Regions from separate parts of the Mus musculus genome. Here regions 1, 2 and 3 are each linked to region 4. Evidence: chromatin contacts called from public Hi-C data. All regions are on one chromosome and are shown on one strand. The core of a region is the stretch at or near the end of the contact, and the rest is flanking DNA. Distances in the headings are between cores, read along the strand shown.

What was found. Hi-C and Micro-C count contacts between places; a contact is called where the count stands out from the background.
Region 1: a contact with region 4 is called in a Hi-C map of the N1E-115 cell line, with 4 times the contacts expected there. The contact joins two enhancer-like sites. A contact is called at or near these places in 3 of 484 Hi-C or Micro-C datasets (the AML12 cell line, the N1E-115 cell line and bone marrow-derived macrophages).
Region 2: a Hi-C map of the N1E-115 cell line shows a contact between it and region 4, with 6 times the contacts expected there. The contact joins two enhancer-like sites. A contact is called at or near these places in 1 of 15 datasets of contacts at CTCF or cohesin (the NIH/3T3 cell line), 2 of 484 Hi-C or Micro-C datasets (the N1E-115 cell line and embryonic fibroblasts) and 1 of 115 datasets of contacts at active chromatin or transcription factors (embryonic basal ganglia).
Region 3: a Hi-C map of the N1E-115 cell line shows a contact between it and region 4, with 6 times the contacts expected there. The contact joins two enhancer-like sites. A contact is called at or near these places in 3 of 484 Hi-C or Micro-C datasets (the G1E-ER4 cell line, the N1E-115 cell line and embryonic fibroblasts).

The regions. Positions count from the first base shown.
Region 1 is chr19:56,201,004-56,204,103 of GRCm38.p6, forward strand. No RefSeq gene overlaps it. Among named protein-coding and RNA genes, the nearest start is that of Gm32028, 25 kb to the left of the region's middle. Within about 2 kb of position 1,653, at least 28 of the 459 cell types and tissues checked have an H3K27ac peak or open chromatin away from gene starts, as enhancers often do. A contact at or near this core is called in the N1E-115 cell line, where this site is marked.
Region 2 is chr19:56,132,702-56,135,727 of GRCm38.p6, forward strand. No RefSeq gene overlaps it. Among named protein-coding and RNA genes, the nearest start is that of Gm31965, 21 kb to the right of the region's middle. Within about 2 kb of position 1,605, at least 44 of the 459 cell types and tissues checked have an H3K27ac peak or open chromatin away from gene starts, as enhancers often do. A contact at or near this core is called in the N1E-115 cell line, where this site is marked.
Region 3 is chr19:55,340,236-55,343,238 of GRCm38.p6, forward strand. All of the region lies in intron 3 of Vti1a (vesicle transport through interaction with t-SNAREs 1A), which reads left to right. Among named protein-coding and RNA genes, the nearest start is that of Vti1a, 26 kb to the left of the region's middle. Within about 2 kb of position 1,331, at least 16 of the 459 cell types and tissues checked have an H3K27ac peak or open chromatin away from gene starts, as enhancers often do. A contact at or near this core is called in the N1E-115 cell line, where this site is marked.
Region 4 is chr19:55,773,276-55,775,975 of GRCm38.p6, forward strand. The region is part of intron 4 of Tcf7l2 (transcription factor 7 like 2, T cell specific, HMG box); the gene reads left to right. Among named protein-coding and RNA genes, the nearest start is that of Gm31734, 31 kb to the left of the region's middle. Within about 2 kb of position 1,291, at least 49 of the 459 cell types and tissues checked have an H3K27ac peak or open chromatin away from gene starts, as enhancers often do. A contact at or near this core is called in the N1E-115 cell line, where this site is marked.

The sequences.
Region 1 (3,100 bases), core at 403-2,902, 430 kb after region 4:
CACACCAGGTATGGAGATAAACATTATTTGCATACTTTATTATTTATTTATTTATTTATTTATTTATTTATTTATTTATTTATTTATTTATTCATTCATCTATTTATTTAATCTTCATAACAACAGTCCCTCGGTGATATCATCGATGGGTAACTTGAGATTTAAGCGATAAAGGTTGCAGAAGCAGTTATGTAAACAGCGCCCTCTGGTGTTGGGAGGCTGCATAGCTGTACCTGAAACAGCTCTCATCTAGCCTATGATAAATTCACATAACCTATTTGCTCTTTAATTGCTTCCAATAACACACACAACATCTCAGAAAACAGACGCAGAGGCTCAGCTAGAAGGTGATGGAGGCTTCTAGAGTCCCAGTCATCACCCTACAAGACCCTTCGCAACAAAGTTTCATGAACTTGGCCTCCAGCGGCACATCCGAGATGCAGATTCCATGATGGAAGAGCTTTACTCTGTTTCCCTGGAGACTCTGGCTCAAAAGTTGCCAAATGAATGTTGATTTACAAGCGAGTAAGTGAGTAAGCTGTCCAGGATACACACCAAGAAGGGTTGCCTTGACAAAACTGCCTGTTAGGCTGTTAGATCCTGGTGTTGGAGGTTGGAAGAGCAGGGCTTCTGGCCTTGATGCCAGACAGTTGATGGAGCCCTCAGTGCCCAGACTGAGGCTCAAAGGCTGTGCTTCCTAATGCACCCCAGAGTTCCTTAGCTTTGTACAACAGCTGGCCAAAAGGCAGTTTCTTTAAAAAACTAAGTCAATCCAATGTAGGGTCCACATGGCCACTGAGTTGATGTTGTTGAGAGAGCTGGACTGTGGATATCCAGCCCTTCAAGCAGATGTTCTGGTTGGACCTCTTAATACTTCTTAATGCAGGGAAGACAGGTCAGGCCAAGGCAGCCCTGTGCCCTGCAGGCTGGCCCCCTGAGCACTGAGAAGATTCAGAAATGCTGCCATCTTGTGGCACCTCCAGGCCAGAGCAAGGTGGTCCCCAGCTCCATCCTTTAGCAAATCAAGCCCAGGTCTCTCTCTCTCTCTCTCTCTCTCTCTCTCTCTCTCTCTCTCTCTCTCTCTCTCTCTCTCTCTGTTCCTCTCCCATCTTTCCCCAGCTGGACATCAGCAGAGGAAAATTTGTGTGAACACAGTTTTGAATCTTTTACATTTATTTCCTGAAAAGAACACAAGAAAACCCTCTTTTAATTCTTAGGACTCTTCTGACAGCATGCTCTGTCAAAGTCTGCCAAGGAGAGGCTCTCACATCTAGGGCAACATCTTGGACCCAGCTCAGGAAAAAAGCAACAGAACCCAAACATGCCTACAGATCAGCCTGTCCTGATGAGGACTTGAGGCTCTAAGAATTCCAGATTGGACATGAGAATTCCTCTCAGCCTCTGAAAGCTTTGATCACAAACTGGATAATACCACACTAAAATATTGATCTGAAATGATTGTACCTGTTGGTTAGGGAGTCCAGATTGTGGTCCCTTGGGTTTCTAGATGGAGCTGGCACTTGATATGCCCAAGGAGACTGCATTGTGACAACATAACATTCGGATGCTTGTTCATCCTCAGCCTCTGGGTGTCTGCAGCATTCTAAATAAACAAAGTCCAGACAGGCGATCTGTCAGTGTGACTCAGGGCTGCAGGGTTGCACACTCGCAATCACAGAGCCATGAATGAGCAGGTCTGCCCACCCACTCCTGCTCTGCCCGCCCATGGAGGCTGCCTTGGGTAAAACCATCAAGGTGTGGAAATTGAACTTGGTACACACAGTCTCAACCCCCACCCCCACTCCCCAGCTCTCCTAGAAGTTATAGATCCACAGGGACCAGGTCTCTAAAGGAAGGGGTTGGGAAACAGGATGATAAATTATGACAGAAACAGAAAACTGGAAAGCCGGACGTGATTGTGTCATCTGTAATCCCAGCATGAATGCTGCTGAAGCAAGAGGACTGGCGCCAGTCCGAGGCCAGCCTGGGCTACAGACTGAGACTGCTTCCAAAAGAGAATGGGAAATGCTGTGAATATTACTGGAGGGAAAGAATAGGAAGGAGGGAGAAAAAGAAAAGGAAAAAGAAACCCAGATTGGACCCTGTGAGGGCCTTCTGCGCACTGAACTGAAAATATGAGCATTTGAGCTTAGGGGCAAGGGACAATTCATCCAAACGCTTGCTAGTCTACCCAGCGAAATAATCAGATTGAACCTGACAACCACAGTTATGTAACACAAAAGAGAGCCTGGGACTAAGAAAAATGGGGTATCAAACTGCTTACTTAGTTTCCCCCGGGGGTCAACAGCAGGGTCCAAGAACTCTACTTCTTTAGGCATGAAGCAGATGCTAGATACAAAAATTAGAGACCTCTCCTGAAACATTGCCCCAGGCCTGCTGGGCCCATAGCTCAAAAAGGGAGAAACTCAAAAGGGTGCCCGGTCCCGAGTGTCAGAGCGGGGTCCACAGCGCACATGTAGCTGGTCCGGGGCTTCCTGTGGTTAGCTCTGGAGTTTATATAGGCTGTCTGTTTCTCCCATCCCCATATCCCCAGGAAGAACACTACATCTTCCAGGAAAGCCGGCTGTGGGTTACGGAACATCCTTCCGGAAGATAGAATGAAGCAGCTAGTACTAGAGGACAGGAGTAAAGAGAATGAACACCCTCCTCCAGACACAGCTCCTCCCACTCCGGTTGTGGTTAGATTGACCAATGACTTTGCGCAGAAATGACCCATGTGCCTTTCACATCTGAAGCTAGACATCCGAAATTCTTTCCTCGGCTGTTTGAAATTCGGACTATTTGATATGATGGTAGCTCCATCAGTCTACTTGGCTCCATGATTCCCGCTACCAATATGGGATGGACTTGGAGTATGTCCACAAATAAAAACCGAGAAAAAGCGTTATGTTTCTTAGGGTGTGTTCCCGCACTGGGAAGCTGTTGTTTCGTTAGCACGACTTAGTCTGTCTTGGCTGGTACAATGGACTTGGTTCAGATAAGTAATTCTGGTACGAGTTTGAAACAGTCACTTCCTGTCTCTGGACTTCATTTGGCTATGTGCTTCAGGAGGGCGGGATTTGCTAAGAGTCAGTATTCA
Region 2 (3,026 bases), core at 355-2,854, 360 kb after region 4:
TTCGACACGTATAGTCTCAACGCGAGCTGACTGTTCATTAAAAGACTTTACATCATAGAGAGCAGCTTAATGGGAATTGAAACAGCTCCTGTTTTTAAGGGGAGCACTAGCTAGTAGGAATGTCCCCCCTCCCCCATAAGCATTCAGAATTACCTTCTGGCTAAACAGTGAGTCGGGAGAAAAGGAAAAGAAAAAAGGGAAAAACAAAAACAAAAGAAAAAACAAAAGACGAGGACTTTCAGCCAAGACCCCATTGGCAGGTGAATAGGATTTGGAACAGCTCAGAATTTGAGCTTCTGGTGTTTTGTGAGCTACTTGGTCTGGTTTGCTTTATCCAGGAGTGCTTCTAGATTTTAAAGCATCCTTGCTTGTTGCAAAGATAAATAAATAAACATCCAGGCATTCAGGGAGAGTTTGACTTCACTTTCTCTTTTCCTCATTAGCGTCTGTTTGGATCTCCTCCTTGCCCCTTCGAAGCTTTTCTGCTGGAAGCTGATGCTTTTTAGAAGAGAAGGAAACGCAAAACAAACAGGAGTTTAGAAGCAAGCATCCTTGCACCTTGGGTTGGGTGGGGCTTCCTGTGAATGTATTTAGAAAGGAACACAAGTCTTTCTTAGCCAGCATTTATGAGGCCCTACCACTGGGGCCACTGGTAATGAGAAAGAGGCATGGCTTTGATTTACTATTGTCGTTTAAATAGATTTAAATCCACTGAAATGGTTTTGTTCCAATTCTTCTATCCATTTTTTCTCAGTTCACCGACTTCTCAAAAAAGCCTTTCCCAGTGTTCCTGACAGTTCCCTGCTCTGCAGAGGCGACTGGGTGAGAAAGTTTTGTGCTTTTTTTTTTTTTTTTTTTTTTTTTTCTTTGTCTTGCTTTTCCACTCCTGCAACCCTCTGAGGCCCCAGGGAAATCCTTAGTGTGCACTTGGCCAGTATGGACCGATATAAATAAAATACAAATCAAAGGCATCGTTTCGCTGGCTCCTTTAGGTTTCTAAGGCAGAAAAAAACGTTCTGATCACTGAAGCCATTTCAGGGCCCGAAATTAGAAAGTAATAAAAAATATCACACTCTCCCTGGTGGGCAGTGCATTTAATTGGCTCCCCAGCAGGGGTCCAGCTCTTGAGTCAGAAGTGCTTACTGTGTGGATCCCTGCTTTGGAAGGACTACATGCAAACACTACCAAACAAGTTTTTTTTTTTTTTTTTTTTTTTTTTAAATCAGCAAATGAAAACAGGAACACCAAAGGGAAATTCAGAGATGGCTGGAGAAGTGCTGTAGAGCGCAAAGGAAGAAAGATGCACGTATTCTGAATTTATTTAAAAATTACCTACATGGGATAAGAGGGTAACTTTATATGTTTAAGTCCTTTGGGATCCTCCCTATGACCCCATTTGGAATCTTTTAAACTCTAGCAACATGATGTTTTTACATAGAAAATCGACCACGTTCGAACACTTCTGGATGTTTGAGGTTTGCCTTTTAAAAGCTGATTTTTGGGTCACTCCTAGCCTAAGCAGGACACTCTTGACGCTAGAGGAGGGATCTGGACGCCCGGAAGGGTTAGGATGGTCCCCAGCTTCCAACGACTGCAGACCTTACAGCCTGGTGCTGTGCTGCCACCTTCTGTCCCAGCTACTGCGGCGAGAGGCAGCTCCGCTCTGAGCTGGTTCCTTGAGCTTTCAGTGAGGCAGGTTCCATGGATCCTGCCTGTTCCCAAAGCTGAAATGTCGGCTCCAGGCCTGGGGTTTGGCTTCTTGTAATGGCCGCTTTCAGAACAAATATTCAGCTTGCCTCCTTTCTCTGCCTCTTCCTTCCCGCCCCGTTCCAGATCTGGAAGTTTCCACAGGTAGGAGAAATGGAGATGAAAGGGAAAGAAAGGCAAGGCTTTTTTTGCTTCAAACGCTGCAGATGCCTGTCTATATCATTGAGCTGAGTGAGATGGAGGAGCAAGGAAGGGGCCTTGACAGGCAGGGCCAGATCTAGCGCCCCGGGAGAGGTATTCCCAGGAATGAGCCATTGGTTGAGATATTTAAAACTTAAGTGGACAAAACATTAGACCCTTCCCCACAGGGAACAAGGCTACAGTGGCTCTAGGGACCTAACCCTGGTGAGCACAAAGCCCTTCCCAACTCTACTTTTTTTTTTTTTTTTTTTTATGATTTCTCAATTGACTTCCCATTCTATAAAAAGTATTATGTTTCTGCTGAAAAAATCCAACGGCTCTGACATTCGGTCTGAGGTCAGGCTGGCTTCAACACAGTTTCATTTCTGTGGAGCATTAAAATGCCCCTGTATCTACTTTCTTTGAGCAAAGGGCAAGTGAATTCACATAATTAAACCTATAAATACATATTTTAGACAGGAGATTGGGGGGATCCTTCCTTGACTACCGGCCAAAGCATGATGCTCAGAGTACCTGGGACCTGCCAGGGGGTCCTTGGCAAACCCCCAGCCACTCCTGACCCACCAGTTTTAATTTGCTTGTCTCACTGGTCAGGGTGGCGGTATCCAATGTCCATTTTGAAGCTCAGGGCAAGACTGTGAGGCCGGAAGAGTTAACTTAGTTTGCCTTCCTTGCCACAGTTCCCTGGGTAGATTTTATGTTCTATACTAGATAGCAAAAGACAAAGAGAGCGGGGAAGAGGCGACATATGTCACCTTGCTTAGAGGATCTTCTCTGGGGTGGCTTGGTTCTGCTATGAAGCTGATCACAAGGTGCCCATTAATTGCCAGGAATTGAGTTTGGACCCAGTGGGGCAAAGTGGAATAAGCCCATTAGGAGAAATCTCTCCAGAACTTTGAACTGTTCTCAGGGAAAAGTTTAAAATCCCACACTCTTTAAGACATCACGTGACTTGGCCCCATCCTATGCCTGCCCTCGAGGCTCTGAGGCTCCTGAAGGCTGGGCCTCCTCTCCTATCCTTGGGAACTAAGTATTGTATTCTTCAGAGCCTGCCTGTGTGCTCAGCCCAAATCCACGGAGCCTCCTCCCCAGCCCTCTCACCTCATCAGCCTGTCTCC
Region 3 (3,003 bases), core at 81-2,580, 430 kb before region 4:
GTTGAGCTTTGGATAAAACAAAGGCAAGCTGTGAGTTCTTAGCTAGTACTGACTGTGGCTTTGACCTGGAACCCAGAGTCAGTGCACTATAGTGTCTTCATGTGAACACTGCATTTTAAAAGCTGCTATTTCAAATGCATCGGGCCAGGCTTACATTTTCTTAAAGGAAACACAGGACTCTCTGTATATGTACATATGCTTGTGCTATTTCTGGATTCAGGACAAATAATGTATACTATACACAGGTGCATGCATGAGAACACATACAGTGCACACACTTTTTTTCTACTCTGTGAAGTCTTGAAAGATGGATTGTAACTTAATTTTGTAAAAGAATTGTAAAGAAATTGCTAGTAATCTCTAATCAGAGAAACAGAAGTACGGATGTGATGGATAAATGGGATTCCGTTATGGCCAACATCTTCATTGATCTTAACAGAATTGCTCTTTGCCTCCTGTGTCTGTTTTCTCTTGGCAGAAAGCCGAGTGAATTTGGAATAGAAAGAAAGGGAAAATCCACTTGGTTCCAAATGATGATGCTGTGCACCGGCGTGGGGAACGTTACCTACAAGCCAGCAGCAGAATTGCTGGATGCTTGCTTGCTTCTTCTTTAGGGAACAACTGAAAGTCCTCTGTGTAGCCAGGTCAGAACATCTTTAACTTTACACTACCCAGAGCTTAGGATAGCAATTTAAATCATCAGATTCTCAATCTTTTCAACACTGTAGCCCTTCAATACAGTTCTCCATGCAGTGGTTTTCGATGATATTTCATATCTGTAATTACTGTATTGAATCGTCATGTAAATATCTGTGTTTTCCATTGGTCTTAGGAGACCCCTGTGAAAGGGTCCCCAAATGTGTCTTACCACGAAAGTTGAGAAATCATTGACAGAGTAGTTAAAATTTTAAACTGAAAAATTTTAAACTATTTCTGAGTAGAATTTAGTCCACAATACTCAGGTTGGAAAGAAATAGTATCATGTGTCTTAAACAAATGCTGTTTTTAGTTTGATAACACATTAATAATTTTCCTAATTTGGAAACATACTATATTCATTTAAGTGTTTTCCTTACTTTGTTGTCATAGAGATATTTTCTAGAAAGTCTTATCATTTCCAAGAATTCTTTATCTTTAAACTGACCGCTTTTGAGTTGTTTGTTATACCCTGAGGTAGATCCTACAGAAGTATGTAGAAAGTCAGAAAGACACACTTGGGGGTGTGGGGATCATTGCTAGTATATTTCCTACCTGAAAGGGTTTCCTGTCTTCTGGCAGTGTTCAGAAACTGTCAGAAAGCAAAGCCGGGCTTTCTGACTGAAGTGAAGTGGGAAGTGGCCATAGATGGCAGTGTGGCTCACACTGATGTTAAAATACACCGTGGTGTGGCATTTTCATAGAGAAATTTCCAAGACCAAATCCATCCAAGGATATTCTCTTTGCATTAAAAGTTGACTTTTCTCCCTGAGCAGTTTATAAATATAGCATAGTCAGAAGTGTGCCCTGCATCTCAGAGCATCTTCCTGAGCACAAGGCTGCTAGAAGCTGGCTGCCTGGTGCTCTGGATGGGGTCTTTGGAAACTGGATTTGCTTTTCACACTGTCTCTGCAAAACCTCTTTCCATAGGTAACATCTCAAATTCTGAACTAAAGTGTAGCGTCCTTCTGCATCCTCCTTACCCAGCCAGCAAATCAAGACATTTTGTCTTTTCCAGTTCTGTCATGAATGGGGCCCGGCAACTGTTACAGGCAAGTGGCAAGAGGTGCCAATCATAGGTGGGAGAATTGAGGAACACAGTAGGACTCTGTGCAGGGGCCTTAGAGAAGAGGATAGCGTTCATAGAGTGAGCATGCCATAACCCCAGCCTGGGGTGCCGGTGTGTCGGTGTATGTTTGGCAGCCTGCCTGCTCTTGCTCTAGCTCATGTTTCCTGGGCCTCATGGGATCCATGCAGCTTTAAGAATTTTCTCCAAGTATGGATGGGTGTTGTCATTAGGTACAAATTTGCCTAAAGAATTTTATCAGTTCTCAAAAAAAAAAAAAAAGGTATAAAGACTCAGTCTCCCTCAGCACCACTGTCACGTGCAGATGGACAGTCAGACCTACCTGGTGGGGAAGGCTAGCTCAGCTGTTGGCTTGTACTCTGTCCTGTAAACTGGATATTGAATGCATTCCTGCCTGGGTGCCTAATGCTTTGGTAGGTCTAGGATGGTTCTCTTTCAGGGCAGAAAGAGGCATGATCGATTGATCTCTCTCTCTCTCTCTCTCTCTCTCTCTCTCACCTGTAGTAATAGACATTCTCTTGAGTTTAGCTCCTCAACCTCAGGCCTGTTGAGACTTTGAGTCGACCGTTCTTTCTGGAGGGCGGTGCTGTGCTGTGCCGTGTGCAGTGTTTACCAATACCCAAGTCTCTGCCAGCAGGCAACCTTTGCCTGCAGTTGTGACCAGCAGAAGAAGGACCGTGGATATTCCGGATGTTTCTTAGTGGGCTTTAAAGTATGAAGTCCTCCCTCTCTGTAGCATCTATCTATGACTCTCTTAGAGCCAGGCTATAGAGTTGAAAGATAACCCTTAACCAGCCTGTGTTTATTTCATACAAGCCGTGAGCCACGAGAGGCAGTGTGACACTGTGGACGGACACTGGCGTTCTGGCTGTGAATCAGCTGAGTGCTGCTGGGCACTTCACTGTCCCTCTGTGTCTTCAGCTCAGATGCAGGGCCAATCTCCATGCTCTGTAAGGGCAGCGAGCTCCATGCCTAACAGTGCCGACAGTGGAGTGCTTGGTCTTTCAAGGTTGCTGGTAGTTTTCCTGTAGCTTTGGCACTGCTCTGCATTCGTTTAGATAATTAGTATGCTTTGGAACCTTTGGCTCAACTTAATCTATTAATCTCATATTGATATGTCTCCATTTTCACAATCCCTAGACCATTATTCACCTCCTTTGTGGAGTCGTTTCTAATTCTCTTTCCTGTCATGATAGATTTTCTTAGGTCTTCATTCACCT
Region 4 (2,700 bases), core at 41-2,540:
GCCATAGTGCAGTTTCATTTAGGGTTAAATGAGACAGCATTCAAGCATCCTGGATGTAGGGGCCAGCACCAAGCAACAGTGGTTACTGTTGTCTGCAGGGAGCAGCACTGTACTCCGGGTCACAGAGCAGCTTGGGTTCCTTGGCTCATTCTTCCTTTCGCAAAGTAGATAGACTATATAGTGGACTTTCCTATGTCTTCTCACTCCATCTTTTATGGGTACCTTTCTTCTGCTTCTCAGAGCCATCAGGGGTGAATTCTGCCCAAATAAACAGATTTCAAAACAGGGCTTTGAATTAAACTTCAGACTCATTCTATTGAATGAAGCAAATTCACTTATTACTACGAATTTAACTCCCGTTGGAGCCAGTATGTATGTGTAAACACATACATCGATCTCTTTCTTCTTTCTCTTGTATTACTACGAGGATCAGTTTCTTCTGGCTAAATTCCAGGAACAACATGCCTGTCTTGTTTCATCGTTGAGGGAAAACAGTCTGAAGGCACCATAATTCCTTAAATTGGATTTCAATTCTTGATCCCCTTATAGTCAGTAAACAGAGTGTTCTATGAAGCACTGTTTAGAAGCAAGACACTGTCGGCTTTGCTGTGTGCAGTGTTGGAGCTCTGTGGGCTGAGGCTAGGAGTGGGGGTTTGGAGGTGGGGGTGACCCTCGGGAGCGAATGCCTCCTGATGTAGGCCTATGTTGAGGGCATTAATCACTTCAGAAAAAACGCTGGCATAAGTTGGGAAGGTTGTCTGTTAGTGATCTGTCTGGAGTTCAGCATGCAAGGTGTGTGTGCGTGTGCATTTGCGTGTGCATGCTTGTGTGTGTGTGTGTGTGTGTGTGTGTGTGTGTGTGTGTGTGTGTGTGTGTGAGTGTGTGTGCCATCTGTCTGTCTGTCTTGTTAACTCTATTAGTGCCATGGCAGCTTCTGCATTGCCACTTGAAAGCCTTGAAATTCCTATATTCAAATCAAAGGCACCCTGAAGCCCAGATAAAGGCGACAGTGTGATCTTCAAAGATGAAGGACTAAGGCAGCAGTGGGGGATAGTTTTCTGGGTAATTCTGCCTCCCCACCCATTTTTAGAAACAGTGAGAGTGTGGCTGCTCCTTCTCATCTGTTTTGTGGGTATATGGGCTCTGGTCGAGCCCTCAGCTGTTTGTGGATAAGGAGGTGGATGACTCAAAGCAAGCAAAATGGAAATGCGTTGGCCAGATCTGCAATTGCTCCTGGGAGTAGGCTCTGCCTTCCTCTCTCCTTTCCTCCCTTCTTTCTCTGAGCTGCTTTCATTTGAGAGCGCTGGCTTGGCACCCACTCACCCAAGAACTGATTAGTTCCTGAAAGCAGAGGACCAATCGCTCACAGAAATGATGTCAGCTTTGCTCTGGGGTACATCAACTTGGATTTCTCATGCTTTATCTTATAAAGCCTAAATTAACAGCTGGTTTGGTTTGAGTTCTCCGGGATCTGACTAAGGGATTAGAGTCCATTCTCAAGTGAGTCAATCTAGTTTAATTTATTTCAGGTCTATCAAAAAAGATCAATCAAAGCTCTTTTGAAAGTAAAGCTATAATCGGCCTGCACACTTATAAGTCACTGCTGTTGTAGCACTCGGTTGAAAAAAACTGCTCAGGCTGTGTCTTAAGATGATGTACCCCCCCCCCCTTCCTTCTGGCCTCTATACTCCCCTGGAAGGTTTTGAGGAAGTGTCATTTTGAGAACTTTGCTGAGATGGTCGCTCTGCCTCCCGCTGCTTCCTTTTCTTGGGCAACGCAAAGTTCCTGGTTTGTAGATTTCTAGTTGGATGTGATTTAATACCCGGAGGTGAACAAGTCCAGCCTGTTTCATGTCTGTGGCTTTGCTCCTGGGCTTGGAGAGATTGGTGGGTAAAGACACACGTTGAATTCTTTCTCCAAAACATCTTGAGAGATGAATTACTCTTGTACTTTGCAAGGCTTAAGGTAGAAGCGTATTCTGTAGAGGTTGATCTTGACTTTGTGAGCTGGGAACTACAGATTGATCATTGTTTTTGCAGTGCAGTTAAAAAAAAAAAAGGCAGAGAACTGTTCTAGATGCACACGATATACCCAGAGAGATGTGGAGCTTAAGGAGGCAGGTGACTGTGAGCTGGACCTGAGCCAGGCAGACCTGTCTGTCAGCCCTGGCTATACAGTGTGGGACCGTACCTCAGCTCGAGCTGGCACCCCAATTTCTGTTTCCTCGTCTATAAAACTGGTTCAATAAAATGATCTCTCTCAAGTGGTTATTGCCCAAATGAAATAATACTATAATTTTTCCTTTTATCTTTCTTATAAAATAAAGCTACTTACAGACAGCTTTAAGGAACTTGAATCCTTTCTGAAATTATATTCTCTCTCTTTCTCTCTCTCTCTCTCTCTCTCTCTCTCTCTCTGTGTCTCTCTGTGAGTATATGTATGTGACTCTCTCTCTCTGAGTGTATGTGTGTGTGAATGTGAGTGTATGTGTGTGTGAATATATGTGTATATGTGTGTGAGTGTGTGTATGTGCCACGTGTGAAGCCCCCCACTAGCAAGAACTATTTATCAGCTCAGTGGTTAAGAGCACTGGCTGACTGGATTCCCAGCACCCATGTGGCAGCTCACAACTGTGAAACTTTAGACCCAGGGAATCCGCTACCCTCTGCTGGCTGCTGCTACCAGCCATGCATGTAGTGC